Linked DNA regions of Mus musculus: region 2 is linked to region 1. Evidence: chromatin contacts called from public ChIA-PET data. All regions are on one chromosome and are shown on one strand. Each heading gives the region's core, a stretch centred on a gene start, on an enhancer-like site or on the middle of the called end of the contact. The rest is flanking DNA. Distances are from core to core; before and after follow the strand shown.

Evidence for each region. ChIA-PET counts read pairs in DNA pulled down with a chosen protein or histone mark.
Region 2: an RNA polymerase II ChIA-PET map of memory CD8 T cells shows a contact between it and region 1, with 40 read pairs. The contact joins two enhancer-like sites. A contact is called at or near these places in 2 of 39 promoter capture datasets (liver and pre-B cells), 1 of 484 Hi-C or Micro-C datasets (CD4 T cells), 2 of 115 datasets of contacts at active chromatin or transcription factors (fetal liver and memory CD8 T cells) and 1 of 9 other capture datasets (adipose tissue).

Annotation. Positions count from the first base shown.
Region 1 is chr10:40,230,877-40,234,155 of GRCm38.p6, reverse strand. Rpf2 (ribosome production factor 2 homolog) reads left to right here. Exons shown (of 10, transcript NM_023323.3): 7 at 949-1,048. Among named protein-coding and RNA genes, the nearest start is that of Rpf2, 15 kb to the left of the region's middle. Within about 2 kb of position 1,500, at least 58 of the 459 cell types and tissues checked have an H3K27ac peak or open chromatin away from gene starts, as enhancers often do. A contact at or near this core is called in memory CD8 T cells, where this site is marked.
Region 2 is chr10:40,418,468-40,421,562 of GRCm38.p6, reverse strand. All of the region lies in intron 2 of Cdk19 (cyclin-dependent kinase 19), which reads right to left. Among named protein-coding and RNA genes, the nearest start is that of Gm32234, 34 kb to the left of the region's middle. Within about 2 kb of position 1,547, at least 48 of the 459 cell types and tissues checked have an H3K27ac peak or open chromatin away from gene starts, as enhancers often do. A contact at or near this core is called in memory CD8 T cells, where this site is marked.

The DNA.
Region 1 (3,279 bases), core at 251-2,750:
TCAAACGTTGCCGTCACCTTACAGGTGTGAGATCAAGGCAGTTTCCCTGGCTGGTGGGGTTTCTGTTTGTCTCTGTTTTTGAGACAGGGCTCACTATGAGCTTTGGCTGTCCTGGAGCTCCCTACCTCTGCCATCCAAGTGCTGGGATTAAAGGCCCGTCATCTGACCGCCATCAGGCCCAGTTTTCCATTTACATTGGGTGATTGAAGCCCAAAGGGGTTTCATTGTTTAACATATGGTAACATACATGTGGTAGGTAAAACTCAAGATTAGGTTTAAGAGCATAGAGAGAAAAAATAGTGTGTGTAATGGAAAGTTATATAACTCAGTGGGGGTTTTGTGTGTTGCCTGCATTAAGAAGGGTTTTAATTAACCCAGGCTGGATTCAGACTTGCTATGTGACCAGGGCTGAGTTTGAACTTCTGATCTTTCTGCTTCTACTTCCCAAAAGTGCTGGGGTGACAGGCATGATGCACTGTGCCCAGCTGAGCTGGTGCATTTTCAAGGCTTGTGATATGTGTTAAATTATAGTATACTATATTATATATTATAATATTGTGTTATAGTATATGCATATTGTTCATCTCTTCAGCTCTCCTCTAAAAAGGGGACAGACCTTGAAGGTCTAGTATAACTAAATGTCCTTTTCCTGTGGGTTGGAAAAAGGCTTTTACCAACTCCCTGTGTGGTCAGCAACTCCTGCTTCCAAAGCTCAAAGGTCTCACACTGGATGGACGTGTGGATTCAAGGCATAACGTGACACTGATTTACCGGATCAGTTACTGTCTTGATCCTCAGTTGTGGATGTAGCAACAAGAATGAGATAGCATATGTGTAAAAATTTTGAGATTGTTTTAATACATATTGACTATCTTAAAAATAGCATAGATTCTCTAGATTTTGGTACTTATATAATTACACTTGTTTGTTTTGTCTTTAATCTCATAGACTAGTAAGTGCCCCGAGGGAACAAAACCGATGTTGATATTTGCTGGTGATGATTTTGATGTAACAGAAGACTTCAGAAGATTAAAAAATCTTCTTATTGGTAAGTGCTAGTAGAACTCACCTTGTTAACAATTGCTGTTTTTGAGATCTGCCTTTTCTGTGTGGTTAATCTTGTTCACATTGTTTTTCTGAGCAGACTGTAAACTCTCATCATATCTTTATGCTCCTTCTCCCTGGACTCTGGATGAGTGGTATTTTTTGCTTTTGTTTCTCGCTTTGTTTGTTTGTTTTAAGACTGGATTTCTCTGCATCCTGGCTGTCCTGGAACTCTATAGTTTGTTGAGACCAGGCTGGCCTCAAACTCAGGGAACTAACTGCCTCTCTTCCTGAATGCCGGGGCTAAGGGGCCATGCCACTCCACCTCATTCTCTTGTCTTAAAGCCTCTCCACCAAGCAAGATAGTTCTTCATTGCTCCCCCTCACTCAGGTTCTGAGGGCAGAGCAGCCTGCCTGGCTGTCAGCTGTCATGCTAACGGCCTCCTGCCCACTTCCTGTACCGTGGACAATCTGTGTTCCTGCTGAAAGCTCTCAGCGTTGTCGTCTTCTAAACTTGTTCTAGAGTGGCCTGGCAAGCTCTGCGTGTGGTGTCTAGGGCTCCTCTACCTGGGCAGGCCCAGCCTCTCCACACTCCTTCCACAGCTCCGTTTCTGATCTCTGCCTTCTGAGTCCTGGGATCACAGGACTGCACCTGTGCCCAACCCTATCTGTCATTTTCCCAGCCAGAAAGTACTTAGTTATTTCCTAGTTAATGGGATGCTAGACTTTGTAGGGTATTGGTTTTTTGTTTGTTTGTTTTTTTAATTACATTTTTGTTTGTATGTGGGGGCTGGGGCACGCTCATGTTGAGTTGGTACTCCACCATATGGGTCACAGGGATTAAATACAGGTTGGCTTGGTGGCAAGCATTGTAGCCTGCTGAGCCGTCTCACAGCTGTGATGAGTTTGGTGGTATAGGAATCTCAAGTCTGTTTGTTCTAAAGCCTTGTGTAGAGCGCAGCCCTATGCCCTCATAACTGGCATTGTGGAGTTACATTTAGAAATCTGTGGTCAGTTAAAACTTAAGATTGTAAAATATCATTAATTCCCAACTCTGAAATCCCAAAGTTTTGTATATAATGCCCTTCATAATATAAGTACCGTATAACATGCTTTTAAAATGTTATCTGCAAAGCACAGTAGGGAGTGAGTTAGCTTATAATAACTTAGTGAGTCAGTTTATTGTAACTTGTTTTCTTTAGTATCTTTTAAAAGATTGTTTTATATAATTTGTGGGTGTTTTGTCTGCATGTATGTTTGTGCATTATATACATGTCTCATGCTGGTGGAGGCCAAAGAGTACAACATCAGATACCCTGGGAATGGAATTACAGACAGATGGGAGCAGCCATGCAGGTGCTGGGAATCAAACCCAGGTCCTCTGGTAGAGTTATGATCTTACTATGGGAGCCATTTCTTCAGACCCCCAATTTCTTCTTTAAAGAACTGGTTTGTTGAAAATATGTTACAGCTGGGCAGTGGTGGACCATTCCTGTAGGCAGGCAGATCTCTGGGTTTGAAGCCAGTCTGGTCTACAGAGTGAGCTCTAGGACATCCAACAAACCCTTCCCAGAGAAACCCTGTTGAAAAACAAAAAGCAAGCAAGCAGGCAAGGAAGGAAAGACAGAAAGTAAGTTAGCTGTAACTGTTCCTCTTACGTTTTCTGGAGTCACGCTTTGTGTGTGTTTATTGGTTGGTTTAGGCAGCTTCTTGCTGTAGCTCACACTGGCCTTATATTCTTCAGCGTGCTAAGAGGAAGGCTGCCATCCCAGCTAGCTTCATCCTTCCTTACCACATTCCTAGCACTCTCTCGGGTTCTTCTCTAGGAAACCTGTCTGAGCCCATCCAGTCCATGTGAAGTGCTGGGCGTTTTCCTTTGCTCTGTACTGGGGACTCTGGCCACACACAGACCATCTCAGGCTGTTATTTCCCTTTGGGAGCTCAGGGCCTTGTTCGTGGAAGCACACCTGCGCTCTTTTGCCAATAGAGGACTTAACTCTTAGTGAGCCATGCTCGTTCTTCTGTTTTAGTTTGGTTGTTAGACTGGCCTCCTATATCCCTGGCTGGCCTGGAACTTGCTGTGTAGCTCAGTCTGGCCTTGAAACTCAGAGATCAATCTGCCTGTGCCTCCTGATTGCTGGAGTAAAGGTGTGTGCTACCATGTCCAGCTACAAGTCATCTTTTAAGTTTTGAAGAGCTGCCCTTATTCTCTCTCAGAAGGTTACTAATCATAGC
Region 2 (3,095 bases), core at 298-2,797, 190 kb before region 1:
TTCCATTATCCACCCATAATGGTCAACTATCCTAGACAAAGGGCATCTAGTGAACTCCAACAGCCCATGCTAACTCTAGGCGGATACCACACATACACAGCCCTCCTGTGCCATAACACTGACAAGGCTTTCCCCACCAGTCAGATACCCCAAAGAAACCATCTTCTTACCAACAGGATGGTCCCGTTCAGTGGTTTCACTGTGCCCCTGCTTTAAACCTTAACGGCTTTTCCAGTACATTAATTCAGATAACTACTAGAACTACTGAATTTAAAGCACAGAAATAAGCAACTATAAGACAAGACTGCTACTGAGCAGAATATTAAAAGTTCAAACCAACCTCAGCTGCACACAAGTTTGGAGAATGGCCTAAGCTGTATGTAATTGTCCCAACAATCCCAACAATAAAAAAAAAAAGGGCATTCCAAGTAACTCTAAGTACTCTGCCCTTGCATAAAGCATGCAAGATGTCTTTCTTATGTAACTATGATTAAGAATTCTAAGAGGTCTGCCTGCAGCCAGGCTTTACTAACAAAAGCCATGCAGGTGTCTGAGGTCTGGGCTGCCACCCTGGGTCACAGTGATACCCAAGGGCTGAGCTGAGCAGGCCTGCCTGCTTGTCAGCTGTGGCACTATGGTGAGTTGGCCCCACCCCTTGCCTGGGCAGCAGGCAGGAGCTGGCCCTGATGACATGGGCATGGGAGAGCTGGCAGGTTGACCAACTCAATTACCACCCAGATCCAGGACTTTGAGTTGGCCCATCCCAACATCTCCCCCTCTACGAGCTGCTGGAGCACGTGAAGGAACTGGTCCTGCAGATCCACAGCTGCAGGACCTCCACAGCTCAGGCAACAACAGGATGAGGATCCAGTACTGATGGTGTAGCAGAAGCCAGGGGCCTTGAACCAAAGCAATGACTCTGCGATGAATTTTTTCAAGTGAAGCTGTTTGGACGAAAGAGTATACTGTGTGACACACTGACACACCACAGCTTCCACAGTGAGAGTTTTGTTTTTAATCTTTATTTTTTGTTTTGTTTTCTTTGGGGAAGAGGAGAGATTACAAAGGCAAAGGGCAGATATGAAGGGACTTCACGAAGACTTAATTAAAAGTTTAAAATTAAAAAAAAAATGTAATTCTAACTCTAGGTGTGGTGGTATAAACTTTTAGTTCCAACACTCCAGAGGCAAAACCAGGCAGGTCTGTCATGTGTTTAGAGCTCTCAACAATTCCGTGGTTTCTAGGAGAGTAAAGAGCACTGCCGGCTCCTCACCTCTTGCTCACTTTTTTACCACTTTGGTGAATTACAGAAAACACACAAAGACACAAACACACAAAACCGTGGCAGTTCCCACAAAAATGAAGCATTAGAGGAGAGGTGGGTGTTCTATGTGGGAGTCGGAGGTTAAAGTCCCATGCTGTCCCTCAGGGTGCAACGGCACTATGTTTAAATGTCTCTTTTACAGCAGAAAACCTGAGAAGGCTAAAAGGTGAAGTACCTCATCTGAAGTCACACAGCTAACAACAAAGCAAAGGTAAAGTCATTTCCTTTTCTCCATCCCCACCCCTCACCACACACCCTGGGACTGGGTGCCCTGCACGTGCTAGACAACAGCTCTACAGGAGCTTACCCCACCCCCCCAGTCTAAAGCAAGTCTTCTGATGCCAATTTCAAATCCTACCTATCAATAGACACAAAACATTTTTCACCACTCCCAAAACTGTAACCAGTCTGTTTTATATAACATATCGTAACATAAACTTCTGATCAATATCCATCCATTTTAATAAACAGTATTAATGACTTACCCACTATTACACTGTCTGAGCATAAAAGATTGTTTTAAATAGCACATTCCTGTTGCTCTAATTACTATATACACTTAATGCCATACATATTATAATGCATACATTTGCACATTTGCCTAACTCTTTAATATAAAAATATACAGAAAAAAAAGGCCCTATCTTCGATTTGTAGGTATTATTTAGTTCCTAGTTCCACTGAGGGCTAAAAGTAAACTCAAGGCCTCACATACGCAGCATCATATATTCCCTCCCCACGGTGAGTCCCTGCAGGCAGTGCTGGGTTAGACAAGAGGCTCTCAACCTTCCTAATGCTGTTACCCTTCAATACAGTTCTCATGTTGTAGTGACCCCCCAACCATACATTTATTTTTGTTGCTATTTAATAACTGTAATAACACACATTTAATAACTATAATTTTGCTACTGTTATGAATCATAATGTAAAGACATCTATCTGTTTTCTGATGGTGTTAGGCAGTCCTGTGAAAGGGGGTTACGACTCACATGTTGAGAACCCCTGGTTTAGACTGCTAGCTCATGCAGTCACTGTTATGTTCTTGGGGAGGGCAAAGGCTGTCCATCTGCCTACTATTCCTGAGGACCACCATCCACCATGACGCCTACTGACCTCTATCTGCAGCTTACAGGATCTGATTCTGAGAGCTGCCTCCCTCAGGATGGAAGACAGGGGAAACATTACCTGCTGACATCGCCATTCTTGTTGCCTCCAAACCCATCACCATCATCCTACCTCATGTACTTGTAAGAGTTCTTAAAGGACACGGTTTCTAACCAATCTTCTAAGCAAGTTTCACTTTAATGTGCTTCTGGCAACATGGTAACACTATCATTGTGATCTCTCATTCATGAAAGATTAATATAAAATTTTCACATTCTAACATTTGTGCTATTTCAACAAGAAAACAACTAAGATAGCACCGGATGAGTCTCCACCTTAGACCCAAGAAGCTGGGCCAAGATGGTGAGTGGATAAAGCCCCTGTGCCCCACAAGTCTGCTGACCTGAGCTGGTCACTCAGAACCCACCTTAAGGTAGGAGAGAAATGACCCCACAGAACTATGCTCTAACCAGCAGGTGTACATCACACAAACACATACCACGCACACACTAATCCTAAGTTTCTTAGGTTAAAGTTGTTAATTTGACAGATCTTAAAATATTCAAGCCACAACTTGATAGTTCAACTGGCTCTACACTCTTCTATTTAAAAATCTGCTTAAGAAAGAGTAAGGAGAAAAGCTTTGCCTTGTGCAAGATGCAATGCA